Regions from separate parts of the Mus musculus genome. Here region 1 is linked to region 2. A link is a contact called in public HiChIP or PLAC-seq data. All regions are on one chromosome and are shown on one strand. The core of a region is the stretch at or near the end of the contact, and the rest is flanking DNA. Distances in the headings are between cores, read along the strand shown. Region 1 holds the start of Dram1 (DNA-damage regulated autophagy modulator 1). Region 2 has its middle 120 kb from the start of Gm30073.

The links. HiChIP or PLAC-seq counts read pairs in DNA pulled down with a chosen protein or histone mark.
Region 1: an H3K4me3 HiChIP or PLAC-seq map of bone marrow-derived macrophages shows a contact between it and region 2, with 6 times the contacts expected there. The contact joins the promoter of Dram1 here to the enhancer-like site in region 2. A contact is called at or near these places in 1 of 15 datasets of contacts at CTCF or cohesin (the NIH/3T3 cell line), 1 of 484 Hi-C or Micro-C datasets (bone marrow-derived macrophages), 3 of 115 datasets of contacts at active chromatin or transcription factors (bone marrow-derived dendritic cells, bone marrow-derived macrophages and embryonic stem cells) and 1 of 9 other capture datasets (macrophages).

What each region holds. Positions count from the first base shown.
Region 1 is chr10:88,355,368-88,358,829 of GRCm38.p6, reverse strand. It overlaps Dram1 (DNA-damage regulated autophagy modulator 1), which reads left to right and starts at 1,755. Exons shown (of 7, transcript NM_027878.2): 1 at 1,755-2,038. The coding sequence starts at 1,908.
Region 2 is chr10:87,677,698-87,680,881 of GRCm38.p6, reverse strand. No RefSeq gene overlaps it. Among named protein-coding and RNA genes, the nearest start is that of Gm30073, 120 kb to the left of the region's middle. Within about 2 kb of position 1,646, at least 23 of the 459 cell types and tissues checked have an H3K27ac peak or open chromatin away from gene starts, as enhancers often do. A contact at or near this core is called in bone marrow-derived macrophages and macrophages, where this site is marked.

The DNA.
Region 1 (3,462 bases), core at 506-3,005, 680 kb before region 2:
GCAGGCTTTTGCATAGCATAGCAGTTCAACCCTTCCGTCTTCCATTGTGACCGATATGATCTAATTTCCTGAAACCCAAGACATGCTTTTGTTGGCAAGTCTAAATAGATTGATTTTGGTGTTGCCTTGGATTTAATTGCCTCTTTGCTTTCTGGCACCAGCAGCCTTTGGTTGTCAGTCCCCATACACACTTGCAGTCATTACTGTCCTTGCTGTGACTAATTACCTAAGAAAAGGCTGCTTAAAGGTGGAAGGACTTATTTTGGCTCACAGTTCACAGGAATTCGGCCCACCATGGCAGGCAAGTCACACAGTAGACCAACTTGATCTGAAGCACCGAGGGAGGGAGAAAATGTTCCCCTGGCTTTCTCTTCCTCTCCTTTTTATTCACTCAGAGCCCATGGGATGGTGCTGCTTGCTTGAAGTTAAGCCTTTTTGGGAAATGCCTTCAGAGACACATCCATGGTGTGTTACATTAATATTCTAGGTATCTCCTAATATCATTAAGTTGGCAATTGAAATGAATCATCATTATGCTGGCTTTCCTCAAAATTAGCATATTCATTGTAATTAACAAAAATCCCTTAAGTAGTCTGCATTTGTCTTTGGGTATACAGCTTTACCTTGTATCTTAGTCAGGGTTTGTATTCCTGCACAAACATCATGACCAAGAAGCAGGTTGGGGAGGAAAGGGTTTACTCAGCTTACACTTCCACATTGCTGTTCATCACCAAAGGAAGTCAGGACAGGAACTCACAATCCCTGTAGGCTATTCCCTAGCATGGTATGGCACACAAGGCACATTTATGTGGCTGAGATGAACCTGTATTAGGTCATCTATGGCCAAAAGTGGGCTCAGAATTCCCAAACTATAGCTCAGACCCGCAGAGCTGGCCAGTGCTTCAGGAACACCAATTGGTTTGGTTTAGGTGGTGTCTGGCTGGGTGGATCTGAAATGGATCAAGTCATCTTGTCTTGCTGCTAGGAAATAAATACTCCAAGTAGAATTGGTGGGAACAGATATATACTCCAAGTAGCTTTTGGTGGGTGGGCCAGGGCTGGATCCAACCCTTTCTGTCACTTGCCTGAATTAGATCCTTTGTCCATTCTAGGCAAGTGCTCTACCATTGGGCTAAATTTCCAGCTCTTTAGAGGGCGGCTCACTAAGCTGCGAATTCAGACCTTGAACTTGTGATCCTCCTGCTTCAGCCTCCTTAGTAGCCAGGCAGCAGGGATGACAGACTTGTGCTATCAGGCCTGGTTACTATGCGATTTGGCTTTCCCGCTGCTTATCACAAAGGTGTATGTGACGTCCATGCCCAGTGGCCCAAACACCACTGAGCCCCTTTGCCTGAACCCCAGAACCCATAGCGGGACCCGATGGGGTGCGCATCACTGGTGGCCAAGGCTCTGGAAGGAAGCTCAGTGGGTGCTGGAGAGAGAGGCTCAGAGGAAAAACCCCCAAGGGAAGGAGGAGCTGGGAATCCAGCCAGTTTGGCGGGACTTGCCCAAGAGCTGGCCAGCCTCGCGGGGTCCCGCGTCTCCCGCCGCACCCACCCGTCGCTGTATCAAGCAAAAGCGAAAGGAAGCCGAGCGGTCCCGCGTGGCGTGGCGTGGGCGGGGAGGTGGCTGCGCGCTCTAGCTCCGCGGGACCAGGCTGCCGCTTTGTGACTTCACCGGTTTCGCAACAAGCCAGGACCGCCCGCGCCCCACCCACCCGGCTGCCCGTCCGCCCTCCGCCCTCGGGTCTCTGAGCGCTTCCCTCCCTCCGGGGCTGGGCCTGTCCCGGCCGTCCCGGAGTCTCTGTCCCGCCGCGCCGTTAGCTGTCTGTGTCTTGGCCACCGCCTCCAGGCAGTCCGCAGCAAGCCAGCTTCTTGGTCCGACGAGCTCAGCGCCCTCTCACCGCGATGCTGTGCTTCCTCAGGGGAATGGCTTTCGTCCCCTTCCTCCTGGTGACTTGGTCGTCCGCAGCCTTCATCATCTCCTACGTGGTCGCGGTGCTCTCTGGGCACGTCAACCCCTTTCTCCCCTATATCAGGTGAGGGGCAAGAGGAGCGTGAGGGAGGGACCAGGTGAGCTGAGAGGGAGGGAAGGCGTGCAAGCCAGGCATGGGTAGTGGAAATTCTTGAGGTAGTGGAAAGGTGTGACAAGATAATCTCTGGGATCCCCGGGCAAGTTTAGAGAGTCAGGAAGCACGTGTGGGTTCTGCCTTTAATGAGAAACAGTGCTCAGAGCCGCGCATCAAGCAGACAGCTAGACAGCTGGTGGCACCTTTAGACCTGGGGTATGGGATAAAATCTTGGGGAGAGCCTTCTTTGGTGACACTCAGACAAGGAGAGTTCCTAAGATACCATTTATTGTAAGTAGATCCAGGCATGTGGCAAACCGCTCACTTATTTCTCTTCCCAACAACTCCTGGCTCCTCCCCTCCCTCCCTCTCCCCCTCTCTGTCTCTGAGACTGGATCTCCCTATGTAGCCCAGGTTGGCCTGAAGTCTAGGGTGGTATACACAAGTCTACCTTCTTCTGCTTCTCTAGTGCTGGGATTTAAAAGTCTTCACCACCACAGGGGGCTCATTTCTAACAGCTAAAATTTCTTTTCCATGAAAGAAAATGGAGGTTTAAACTGGTGGAGATACACCAGTAGGTCATTGGCGTAAAAGCAACCCTGGACCCCTTGTGCCAACAGCAGCACCTTTAGGATGGACCTGCCTCATACTCCTCTGGACCTGGTGCCTCTAAAGTCAGAGTCCTCAAGTTGTCAAAACCTGTGAAGTTTCTTGCCCTTATTTATTACTTTGTTTCCTACTTAGTCTCCGTCTTTCCTGAGGGTCCTTTATCCACAGCTGGGACAACAGCTTGATCCTCCTTTTTTGTTTATTAGATATTTTCTTCATTTACATTTCAAACCCTATCCCCAAAGTCCCCTATACCCTCCCCCCACCCTGCTCCCCAACCCACCCACTCCTGCTGCTTAGCCCTGGCATTCCCCTGTACTGGGGCATATGATCTTCAAAAGAAAGGCCCTCTCCTCCCATTGATGGCCGACTAGGTCATCCTCTGCTACATATACAACTAGAGACACGGCTCTGGTAGGGGAGGTACTGATTAGTTCATATTGTTGTTCCACCTATAGGGTTGCAGACCCATTCAGCTCCTTGGGTTCTTCTCTAGCTCCTTCATTAGGGGCCCTGTGTTCCATCAAATAGGTGACTGTGAGCATCCACTTCTGTATTTGCCAGGTACTGGCATAGCCTCACAACAGCTTGATCCTCTTTAACATTTCCATGTTAAATGACGGGTATCTGGGTATCTGTGTCCTTTGAGGAAGACTTTAAAGATTATATGTGCGTGTGTGTGTGTGTGTGTGTGTGTGTGTGTGTGTGTGTGTACATATATATATAGAGAGAGAGACAGAGACAGAGACAGAGACAGAGAGACAGAGAACTGTAGCTGTCTTCAG
Region 2 (3,184 bases), core at 397-2,896:
CACTCCTGTGCATATGCCCAAAGGACCTTATACCTGTACCGTGCTACAGAGAGACACTTGGCCTTCATGTTCATTGCTGTTTCATTCACAATAGCTAGAATGTGGATCCAAGCTAGATCCATTATTAACAGATGAATGGATAAGGAAAATATGGTAAATATATACAAGGGGATGTTACCCAGCTCTGAAGAGCACTGAAGTAATAAAGTTTACTCTTGAATAAAATATACTGAGAAAAAGATACCTCAAGCCTAGACACAAATCTCATATTCTCTCCTATGCTTCAAGTCTCCTTTTATATGTTTAATGTGGGGCACAAGTAGATTGCTTTTCCACCATAACTGCAATGTCCATAGCCAAGTTCAAGTTCATGTCTTGACTTAGTATGAACGGATCCTCACTAGAGCAACCATGCTGGCATCTTGTTCCTTTCCAACATGTATTCCTTTGACTGATCTTGGACTGATGAGTATGATTGTCCCTTGTCAGTAGAAGACACACATCAACTGACCTTCTTCTGCTCTGGTAGGAAAGGAGAAGGTAGCTGTACATAGATTGTCTGGCATCATGTGCTCATGGCTAAGAACCTTCGTGATCTCGAGATCCATCTTACTGGGTGGCTCTTAGTCTCAGATGCATGTGCTAGTGAGAGCTATGAAGAAGGCATCATCAGAAAGTTCATTTAGTCAAGTAAGCATCAGTCTCCAAGCTGTTTTCTTCTTACTTGGAAAACTGGTACTTGATTTTGATTGCTCACCTTCCTATGTGTCATTTCGGCAACTTGGAATTTGGGTGAGTAAAACAGCCACACAATGACACACTTTCTTAAGATGATTAATTTAAATACAAACTCTACATCTTGTGCTAGTCTGGAACACTCATGAAATAGGAAATCTTCTGCTTCGTGGTCTTTTTTCCTGGTGCCTATCAGAGTGCTGTCAGTAAATCTTTGAAAATGAATAAATAAGTTTGTCTTCCGATCAGTAGTCTAAGAGTAGTACCTTGGCATTTGTGCCAACAAATGGTTTGAATTGGAGCTCCTATTTAATGGGTAGCCAAGGGACAAGAGGCACACCACGGTGTGTTCTTCTTGGAATTTTAACCCAGCACTTCCTGTTCTCAAATGAGTCCAAATACCTACTTAAGCCAATCTGTACTTTCCTCTATTGCTTGCCTGTCTCATGTCCTCAGAATTTGTACAGGAGAGGGTGGGCATTAGAAGTTAGTTGTATGGGAATCTATTCATTTCCTGTTTGCTCATACCACCTCAAACCCTGTGACAAAATTTTTATCTTTTATTGTTATATTGAAAAGTATGCATTAAAAATAGAGAGTAATAATAATAGAATTTAGAGTTGGACTTGTCTTCCAAATGCATCTTGAAAACTATAATTATTCTTCTAAATGAACCATTTATTCTTGAAAATGAATAAACAACTTTGTCTTGTGATCAGTACTCTAAGTGTAGTGTCTTGACATCTGTGCTTACAACTGGCCCAGTACCCTCCACTGTGCCTCTCCCCATAGAGGGCTCCATTAATTGACAATGGAACATTTACTTCCTGTCCCCCACACAGATGAGTAATGTTAAGTGCAGGATATTTGTGAATCATCAGTGTGGGGCCCCAGTAGTGGGGCCTTGTCCATACATGAAGCTTTGTATAAGTGTAGTTCAGTAGGTCATTGATTTCCTAGGTGACTCATGCCAAGCACATGCTGTGGTTTTGAAGATAAACTTCTGAACCCTTTTCCATGAAAAAAAGAATCCAGTTCTAGAAGGTGAATAACAGCCCATTGGTCATGATTGTTGTCTGCCTTGTTTCTCTTATAGTATTAGCCTGGCCTCCAGGAATTGCATTTGGTCAGCTGAAATCTCAGCTTCTGAGTGTGAAGGCCTGGTTAAACTCTCATCCAGGGCTAACGATGTATCTCAATTCACTATTTCCCCTTTTTATTGGTAAGGAGATAATGCTGTCTTTGAGATAGCTCATTCTTTCCATCTTCAGCTATCATCCATGATAACCATGATGGTGACTACTATTAATTGTCAGTTTGAGAAAAATCTAGACTCACCTGCAAGAGAACCTCTAAGCAGGTCTGTGGGTACTTTTCTTCATTGCATTAATTGGGATGGGAAGCCCTTCCAACTGAGGGTAGCACTATTCTGTGGGTGAAGAGAATGTGGGTAAAATGAAGAGAATAAGCAGCACATTAGCATATGCACGTTCATTTCTTGTCTCTGACTGGATTGCTCTCTTCTGAGTGGGGATTTAATATGAAAAGCTGCTTCAAGCTCCCAAAGTCTTGATTTCCCCTCCACAATGGACAATTTAAACTGTGAATGGAAATAAACCTCTCTGTGATGGTTTGAATGAAAATGGCTCCCATAGCCCCATAGAGATTGGCACTATTAGGAGGTGTGGCTTTGTTGGAACAAGTACATCACTAGGGGCCAGCTTTGAAGTCTCAGATGCTCAAGACAGGACCGATGTGGCATTCTCTTCCTGAAGCCCGCTGATCCAGATATAGAACTCTCAGCCCTTTCTCCAGCACCATGTCTTCCTGTGTGACACCACGGCTCCCACCATGATGAGAATGAACTAAACCTTAAGCAAGCCCCAAATTAAGTGTTTTTCTTTATAAGAGTTGCTATGATCATGGTGTTTCCTCACAGCAATAGAAACCCTAACTAAGACATTCCCTGGAGCTGATTTTGTCTGAGTTTTATTGCAGCAACAGGAAAAGTAATTAAGAAAAGATTAAACCATAACAGCATGGGCATCAAACAGTCAGAGCTTCCACATGCCTGGCATGTGTATATTAGACATTATGTTAGAAATAACTATTGAGCAACCTTTTGAAACATAATAAATGATAACTCAATGCAAAAAAAAAAACAGATTAGAAAGTAGTAAAGGAAAGTCGGGGGTCGGGGAGGCCAAGAAGGAGGAAGAGTTCAAAGCATGGTCATGAGCAAGTTACAATATAGCTTTGATTATGCTTTGGAAACCTTTCACTTTCCCCAAAACTCTGTGTATCTTCTTTCGTACATTAAGATTCATCATTATGTCTGCTTAAATACATGCAATTTTAACTGAAGCTGAAGGAGTTTTCTTTCCTTTCTCCATAACAGGATGTTGTCAACTATAACTAAGCCTCATATGCATGAGGGGCTAAATATTAG